Regions from separate parts of the Mus musculus genome. Here region 2 is linked to region 1. The links are chromatin contacts, called in public HiChIP or PLAC-seq maps. All regions are on one chromosome and are shown on one strand. The core of a region is the stretch at or near the end of the contact, and the rest is flanking DNA. Distances in the headings are between cores, read along the strand shown.

The links. HiChIP or PLAC-seq counts read pairs in DNA pulled down with a chosen protein or histone mark.
Region 2: a contact with region 1 is called in an H3K27ac HiChIP or PLAC-seq map of embryonic stem cells, with 25 read pairs. The contact joins the promoter of Cnbp here to the enhancer-like site in region 1. A contact is called at or near these places in 1 of 39 promoter capture datasets (neutrophils), 5 of 484 Hi-C or Micro-C datasets (the C2C12 cell line, bone marrow-derived macrophages, differentiating embryonic stem cells and 2 more), 15 of 115 datasets of contacts at active chromatin or transcription factors (CD8 T cells, bone marrow-derived dendritic cells, bone marrow-derived macrophages and 10 more) and 5 of 9 other capture datasets (adipose tissue, embryonic stem cells, liver and 2 more).

What each region holds. Positions count from the first base shown.
Region 1 is chr6:88,010,601-88,014,348 of GRCm38.p6, forward strand. Rab7 (RAB7, member RAS oncogene family) reads right to left here. Exons shown (of 6, transcript NM_009005.3): 2 at 3,038-3,098; 3 at 1,707-1,833. The coding sequence starts at 3,090. Among named protein-coding and RNA genes, the nearest start is that of Gm34872, 7.5 kb to the left of the region's middle. Within about 2 kb of position 2,196, at least 33 of the 459 cell types and tissues checked have an H3K27ac peak or open chromatin away from gene starts, as enhancers often do. A contact at or near this core is called in embryonic stem cells and trophoblast stem cells, where this site is marked.
Region 2 is chr6:87,848,511-87,852,392 of GRCm38.p6, forward strand. It overlaps Cnbp (cellular nucleic acid binding protein), which reads right to left and starts at 2,596. Exons shown (of 5, transcript NM_001347325.1): 1 at 2,394-2,596. Gm44064 (WAS/WASL-interacting protein family member 2) reads left to right here and starts at 992. Exons shown (of 2, transcript XM_030255689.1): 1 at 992-997; 2 at 1,850-3,803. The coding sequence starts at 992. The coding sequence ends at 2,728.

The sequences.
Region 1 (3,748 bases), core at 946-3,445:
CGAGATCATGGACCAGAAGACAAGACAAATATATTGGGATTCTTTTTCAAGAGGTGTTCGTTCGTGCACAAGCCAGTGTACACACTACATAAAATGCCTCAACAACCATGTATACTAATACACATGGGGCATAAGGTGCGCAGACATATGGAAACACTAAATCAGCCTTACAGAACTCAACTTTATAAAAATGTTTTTATTTATGTGTTTGCCTGCACTTGTGCACCAAATTGCCTAGAGAGCAGAAGAGGGTATCAGGTCCCTTAGAACTGAAGTTATACACAGCAGTGCTGAGAACTGAAGCTGGGTCCTCTGTAAAGAGCAGCTAGTGCTTTAAATCACTTTTAATCACCGAGACATCAATTTAGGATAGTCAACAATTAAATAGTTAACTACTACCTTAATATTTGCTATCAGAAGTTAGGAAAACCCAGAAAGATTTCCAAGCTGAAGCACTGAACAAAGGCACTTAGATAAGCTACAGAACTTTAATCCCAGCACCCCAGTGCAATTTATGAGTTCAAGGTCAGTCATGAATACAGACACCAATGCCTCCAAAAGAAAGAAAGATAAATAAATAAAGATATTTTAGAACACAGAAGAAACCGGTAGGTTGCTAAGTTTAGAAAGGAAAAAGAAGGGGCTGGAGAGATGGCTCAACAGTGAAGAGCACTGACTGCTCTTCCAGAGGTCCTGAGTTCAATTCTCCCAGCAACCACATGGTGGCTCACAACCATCCTTAATGAGATCTGATGCCTTCTTCTGGAGTGTCTAAAGACAGCTTTAGTGTATTTACATATAAATAAATCCTTATAGAAAGAAAGAAAGAAAGAAAGAAAGAAAGAAAGAAAGAAAGAAGGAAGGAAGGAAGGAAGGAAGGAAGGGAAGGGAAGGGAAGGGAAGGGAAGGGAAGGGAAGGGAAGGGAAGGGAAGGGAAGGGAAGGGAAGGGAAGGGAAGGGAAGGGAAGGGAAGGAAGGAAAAAAGGAAGGAAAAAAGGAAGGAAAAAAGGAAGGAAAAAGAAGCTAGGCATGGTAGCACAAACCTTTGATCCCAGCACTTGGGAGGCAGAGGCAGGTGGATTTTTCTGAGTTTGAGGCCAGCCTGGTCTACAGAGTGAGTTCCAGGACAGCCAGGCTATACAAGGAAACCCTATCTTGAAAAAACAAACATAAATAAATAGAAAGGGAAAAGAAATGAAAAAAAAAAAGACAATAACTGTAGCTAAAATTAAATTTTACAAAAATTCCTAGTTGTCTTGTAATATAAATTTCAAATTTAGGATTGGGGTGTGGCTCCGTGCTCATGCATGGCGGGAGCATGTGCACTCAGCCTGCATGGGGCTCGGGCTCTGTCTCCACCATGCTCCCGACCGTGCTTTTACTGCTATTTTATCCAACAACACTATTTGCAGCCAATTATCCATTCTCCACAAATATAATGGTAAGTTTGAAAAGCACGGAGGTATGACAGACAGTCTGGATGCAATCAACTGGGCCTACACGAGGGCTCAGCACAGAAGGTGCTACCCAGAGGTGAAGTGCTCCGCACAGAAGCTTCATGACCTGTGTTTAATCCCTACAACTCACAGAAAGGAAGAAAGCAAGCCAACTCCACCCCCACCCACCCACCCACCATTTAAAGAAGACTTCATTTAAAGAAGACTCAGTAAGCTGGCAGTCTGGCTCCAGGCTGAGCAGTGGCTCACCTGCATGGTAACAAGTCTGTCGTCCACCATCACCTCCTTGGTCAGAAAGTCCGCTCCTATTGTGGCTTTGTACTGGTTACTGAACTTCTTGTTCACATACTGGTTCATGAGAGAGGTCTTTCCAACACTGAAATTGAACAAAACCCACATGTCTGAGTCAAATAAGGGACTGAAAGGGATTTGTGTTTACAATGTTCAAAGCAACATGCCTGAGCTAGGAAGAGCGTTTAGTTGGTAGAGTGCTTGCCTGACATACACCAGGCCTGGGTTTAACTCCCGGTACTGCAACAGTTTAAAAACAAAACAAAGCATTTTACTAAAAGAAACACACACAAACTCACTCACTCCTAAATGGAACTTTGTGATAAGATCACTCCAAACGGCTTTGTAATCTCAGGTGTTTATGCATCACTCAGTGTGGTCAAGTAACACCAGGAGGAAGCCACTCAGCAGTATGTAGCCAGAAAGGAATGTTCCAAGACAGGTGTAGCCCCACATGCCTGGAATTCAGTGCTTAGAGATAGAGGCAGCAGCACTGAGAGCCTGAGGCTAGACTGGGCTGCACAGTGAGTTCAAGGGCATTGAGCCACAGTTTTTGTTTCAAAACTAAAGCCCAAGCAAAACAACAAAACAGGGCCTGTTTGATGGCTAAAGCGAAAGGCACCTATTGCCAAGCCTGAAAACTTAATTCAATCCCAGGGCCCCCAGAGCAGGAGGAAAAACAATTCTTGCACGGACCTTCACACCCACACGCATATGCACATACATAATAAAACATTAAGAATGTCCCTCCCAAGGAATTTTTTCACCAAGAAAACTCACCAACCAAGTGTTCAGTAAGATAAGGGTAGGGTCAGGGTAATGCAACCTAAAGAAAGCGCCAATGCTTTCCTTGTTCAAGGCTTTCCACAAAGAGTGCACATACATACAGCCTAAGACAGTAGTGCTTGCCTTGCCAGGGGTATAGCGCAATGGCTGACCAGTGGTCTAAGGTGCTGGTTCTACCCAGTTCTGCAACACAATTAGAATTTACAGAAGTAGAGTGAGGTCTGTAATCCTCAAAGGCCTTGAGACTCCTTTCAGACAGTATGCCATTTCTCACAGTCCTGGGCAGGAGACACTATTCCTATACTCTACCCCACTGGAAGGCACTTTCAAAAACAAGAAAATACTTGTTTGAGGGTTCCTTAAGCATTTCAATAGGCCAAACACAGGAAACCCCAACAGTAAAGGATAGAGGCCAGGCCCAGAGCCGAATGTGGAACTGCCTTGAGATCAGTGAGGATGAAGCTCCAAGCCAATCTGAGGTCAGATTCGTGAGAAACACTTACCCAGAGTCCCCCAGGATGATGACCTTCAGCAACACTTTCTTCCTAGAGGTCATCCTTGAAGCTGTCGGGAGGAGAAAGTGCAGGTGAGCTGAAGAAACATTAAGGCAGTTTTGCATTGTCTACAGTGCAGCCACTCTGGTCTGCCAGGAGCTGAGCCCCAGCCCTCACTCAGACTGGCCCCCGGCCTGTGAACCCTTTAGCTAACCTAACAAGACAGCAGGGCAGGGGCTGAACGGATGCCGGTGCCCTCTCTCTCCTCAAGTGCTGGGTCCATTACTGGCATCAGCAGTTGGGATTAACACTCCAAACAGACTCACAAATCTCACAAGTGAAGATTAAGCACTACTTTCTCAGCAAAGGAACCTATTTCCTTCCTTCCTTCCTTCCTTCCTTCCTTCCTTCCTTCCTTCCTTCCTTCCTTCCTTCCTTCCTTCCTTCCTTTTCCTCTCTCCCTTCCTCCTTTCTTTCATTTTTTAGAATCAGGGTTTCTGTGTGGCTCTGGCTGACCACGAGATGGTCTTTAACTCTGAGACCTGTCTGCTTTTGCCTCCTGGGCATTGGGATTAAGAGTGTGTGCCACCACAGCCAGTTAGGAACCAATTTAAGGAGCGCCCTGTGCTGGCTAGTTTTATGTCAACTTGACACAAGCTAAAGTCACCAGAGAGAAGGGAGCCTTAACTGAGAAAATATTTCTGTAATATTTTCTGTCAA
Region 2 (3,882 bases), core at 1,346-3,845, 160 kb before region 1:
CCTGAACTTAACCATGATTCTGGGATCTTTTTATACTGCTAAGATACTAGCAAGAGGAAGAGAACACACATCTGTTGTCTAACAGCAGTGAAAAGGAGTGTTCTGGGTTTGGACATAGGAGGCAGTCCTCAAATTTAAGAGATGGGCCTCAGTTCTGGTATTAAATGAGTGTGTCACCACTCCTGGATTTTCCTGCCCTTTTAAAACAAGTTTATTCTGTAGCCTAGGCAGGCTTCAAATGTATTTGCAATCCTGTCCATCCTCCCCAAGTACTGGGATGGAATAGGCCTTTATCACCACACCTGGCTTGTATTCATAATGTGCAAAGCCTTCCTATTTGCATGAGGCCATAAGTTCACTTTATTATCCCAAGTATTTAGCAACCTGAAGTTAGACAGTGCCAAAACAAGAGCCCTATTAAGTGAGGCAGTGTGGAAAAGAGCATTCTCCACATAGTCAGCCAGGGTGCCTTGCTTGGTGTTAGTACTCTGGTTCTCAACTTACTGTCAGGAGGGAGTAGAGGGAGGCAAAATCTCTCTGGAAATGCATTCACCTAACAATCACTCCAGCAGTGCCTTATTCACTATATGTTTTTAGGTCTAAAAGGTAAAAAGCCATACATCATTACAAAATCTTAACATTTGCAGTTGTTCAACTGCCAGAATATAAGCCCTTGGTCTTCAGCTGACTTGGCTTAAAACATTTTACAAACTGCACATCTCTTTGAAATAATTTACCTCTTGGTATTAATATGAAAATAATCCAAATACAATAATTTCCTAATGTGAAGTAGGAGGTAAATAGCCAGATATCGTACTGTTAAGAGTTTTAAAAACTTGTTACGAGTTGTAATTTGAGGGAAAAATTAAGCCCTTAATTCAGCCCTTGGGATTCCAATAAATTATTCCTTTTATAGTCCAGCATACAAAGAGTTCCTTGTAGACAAGCAGCAAACTTAAGCTTTAAAAGAAAAAAAAAAGCACCTAGGACTATGCGGGTTACAATTTGATAAGCTTGAATTTTAACCAAAGTAACTTTCAGTTTTTCAGACTTAAAGAATAAAGTGATAAGGATCACAGTTTATGTATCTTTTTTTAAAACTTTCAAAATCTTAAATTCAATATATACTAGGAGCAAATGGCTAACAAATTTGCAAATTTAAAATTAATCCATTGTCATAAGTCTCTCCAGAATTGGGTCAAGCAACAGGAAATGGTAATTTTTATCACATAAAACTACATCTGGGGGTAAATTGGGGATATAACTTAATTCCCTTTTACTTTAATGCAGTCAGATTGAGTGTCGTGGTTTCTTGTCTATTTTGTGTCTTCAAGAATATTGCAAAAACCTAACCAGCCGATTGCTGTGCAATGTCTCCTTTTCCAAGACCCCCACCCCCACCCCAGATGTAGTCACTTCCTCTGAAAGTGCCTGGTGGCCGAGGCCATGTGCTTGACATGTGGCAACAGGCAAAAGGCTTCACCTATAAAATCAACACCTAAACCCAAGTGAGAACGATTAAACCGTCCTAAAACAGGTTTTCACGGTAATGAAAAATCTAGATTGATCTTTGCCAACTCTACTTCCGAGGCTTTCTTGTAATTTATATCCATTTAATCCGAGAAATATTGGCAAGGACTTCTGCCACCCTGATGGCCTTAAAGGCCTGACAACCTACGGGTCCTATCCACCCGGTTCCCGCTCCATTAAAAAAAAAAAGGGGGGGGGGGGGTGAGGGACCTAAGACTTGACTCTCATCGATCCAGGGAAAGGTGGTTTCTTTTGACTAACGATGTCGAATAAGCTGCTTAAGAATACGAACTACAAGAAATCAGGAGTTTGAATAAAGGTCGCCAGTACAGAGAACCGAATCCAGACTCCCAAGCCTTACAGCGGCGTGCGCGGGCTTCGTCACAGGCCAGGTCCTGAGGCCCCGCAGCCGCTGGCACATGGCCCGCCAGGCCTCCACCGGGCGCTCGGCCTGGGGACCTCCACCTCGACCAGGCTCTCGCCCCCGCCACACCGCCCCGTTCCAGGAGTTCCCGCCACACTGGCCCTCGGCGCTAGGCCCGCGCGCGACTCTCCTCGCCTCGGCCCCAAGGGCGCCGGGCCTCGTCGCCACACGGATGAGGCCTGCGTGGCCCTCGGGGCCAAGAGAGGGCCCCACGCTCCAGCCCTAGTGCCAGCGCCGCAGGACGGACAGGACGCCCGCCACAGTACGGCGGGCCAGAAACTGGAGCCGAGACGCCGCTCGGGCCGAGCCCCGCGCCTGACGCAGCAGGGCGCAGGCCGAGGTGCGGCCGCCATCGCGCCTCGCAGTTCCGGCCCTCCGTCCGTCTCGGCCGCACCAACCCCGCCACCTCCGTTGCGCAGGCTACACCCTCGCCTCTCACCTTCGGCGTCTGAGCTGCCCACAGCGGAGGAGACTCGGACGAAGAACCAAGAAGGCGACTCGCAAAGCAGCGGCTGTTTATTTTCAGGGTCCTTGCCTGCGCCACACGCGGGTCTGCACACGGCCCCACACACGCCGCTGCGCACGGCTCTCCTCCGCCTCGCCCACGGATCCAATCAGCGCAGGAAGCCAGGCCAGCCAATCAGAATCGCCCGCTGGGAGCGCGGCCTCGCGCGAGGGCGGCAGGGGCGGGGCGGACTGCTCCACGCCCAGCCTCTTCCGGCCCGCAGCGCTCGCGGCCTTCCCGCCCGTACCTGGGTTCCGTGTCTACGATGAGTGGTTCGCTGCTTTCCTACTAGCAGTTCGTCCCTCGAACCTTTGCTGGTTCTCTCCAGCCTACGGGGCTGATCCGGGCAGTGGTCGCAGCTTGCGGGAGCCAATCTCCCCCTGCCCGGCCTCCCCTAAGCCTGGTGGGGCTCAGAAGCAGACCAGGTTCCAATACACACACACTTAGGTTTGGGGGAAGGTCTTAGTGGCCTGATCATAGAAGCGGCTGTGGCTACCGTTACGGTCCATGAGATGCGTTTGGGTTTTGTGTTTCCTGGGTATAAACCGACAGCGCGCTGCTAGTGCCCCTGGCTTGCAATAGCCCCAAATGAAAATGCCTAATGAGGTTGAAGATGGTGACAGGTGATTTGTGTCACAACACTTCTTGTGACCCATAATGAATGACATCCCTAGGATTTGTGGATGAGAGGAGGCCAAGAAAGTTATTGCCTGGGCTGCCCCATTCAGGAGTGACCGTCGTTTGCATTTCATGGTGTCTCCAAAATAGATTGTGTGTGTAGTCATAGGTCCTCAAAGCAGAAGATAAATTTTTCCTGTAAGTCCTGGGTTTGATTCCCTAGCGTTACCACACACCCTGAAGACAATTTCTATATAAACTAAAGCATTCTAGAACTCTGTCCCGTTTTAATGATTTTTTTAATACAAACATGAAGAATCTGGAAATCTCAAGTCTCTTGAGTTCTAAAAAGTACTAAAATTTGTCTAGATTTTAGTTTCCGCTAGCGACTTACTCTTTAAACTTACACATGGGCCTGCAGAAATGACTTAGAAGTTGAGAGCAGCCAGGCGTGGTGGTGCATACCTTTAGTCGCTTGCACTTGAGAAGTAGAGGCAGTAGGATCTCTTGTCAGTCCAAGTTCATCTAATCTACATAACAAGTCCCAGGTCAGCCATAGCTACATAGTAAGACCTTTGGGCTGTAGATATGGTTTAGAAGAGCATTTGTCTCGCACAAGACTCTAGATTCCATTTCAACAGAAGAACAAAATGTTCAACCATAGTCAGACCCAGTCTCAAAATAAGCAAAAAAAAACAAAAACAAAAAACAAAAAAAAAAAAAAAACACCAGCAACAACACATGCTGCTATTGAAGAGAACCAGAATTCAGTTCCCAACACCTATATCCTACTAACAACTACATA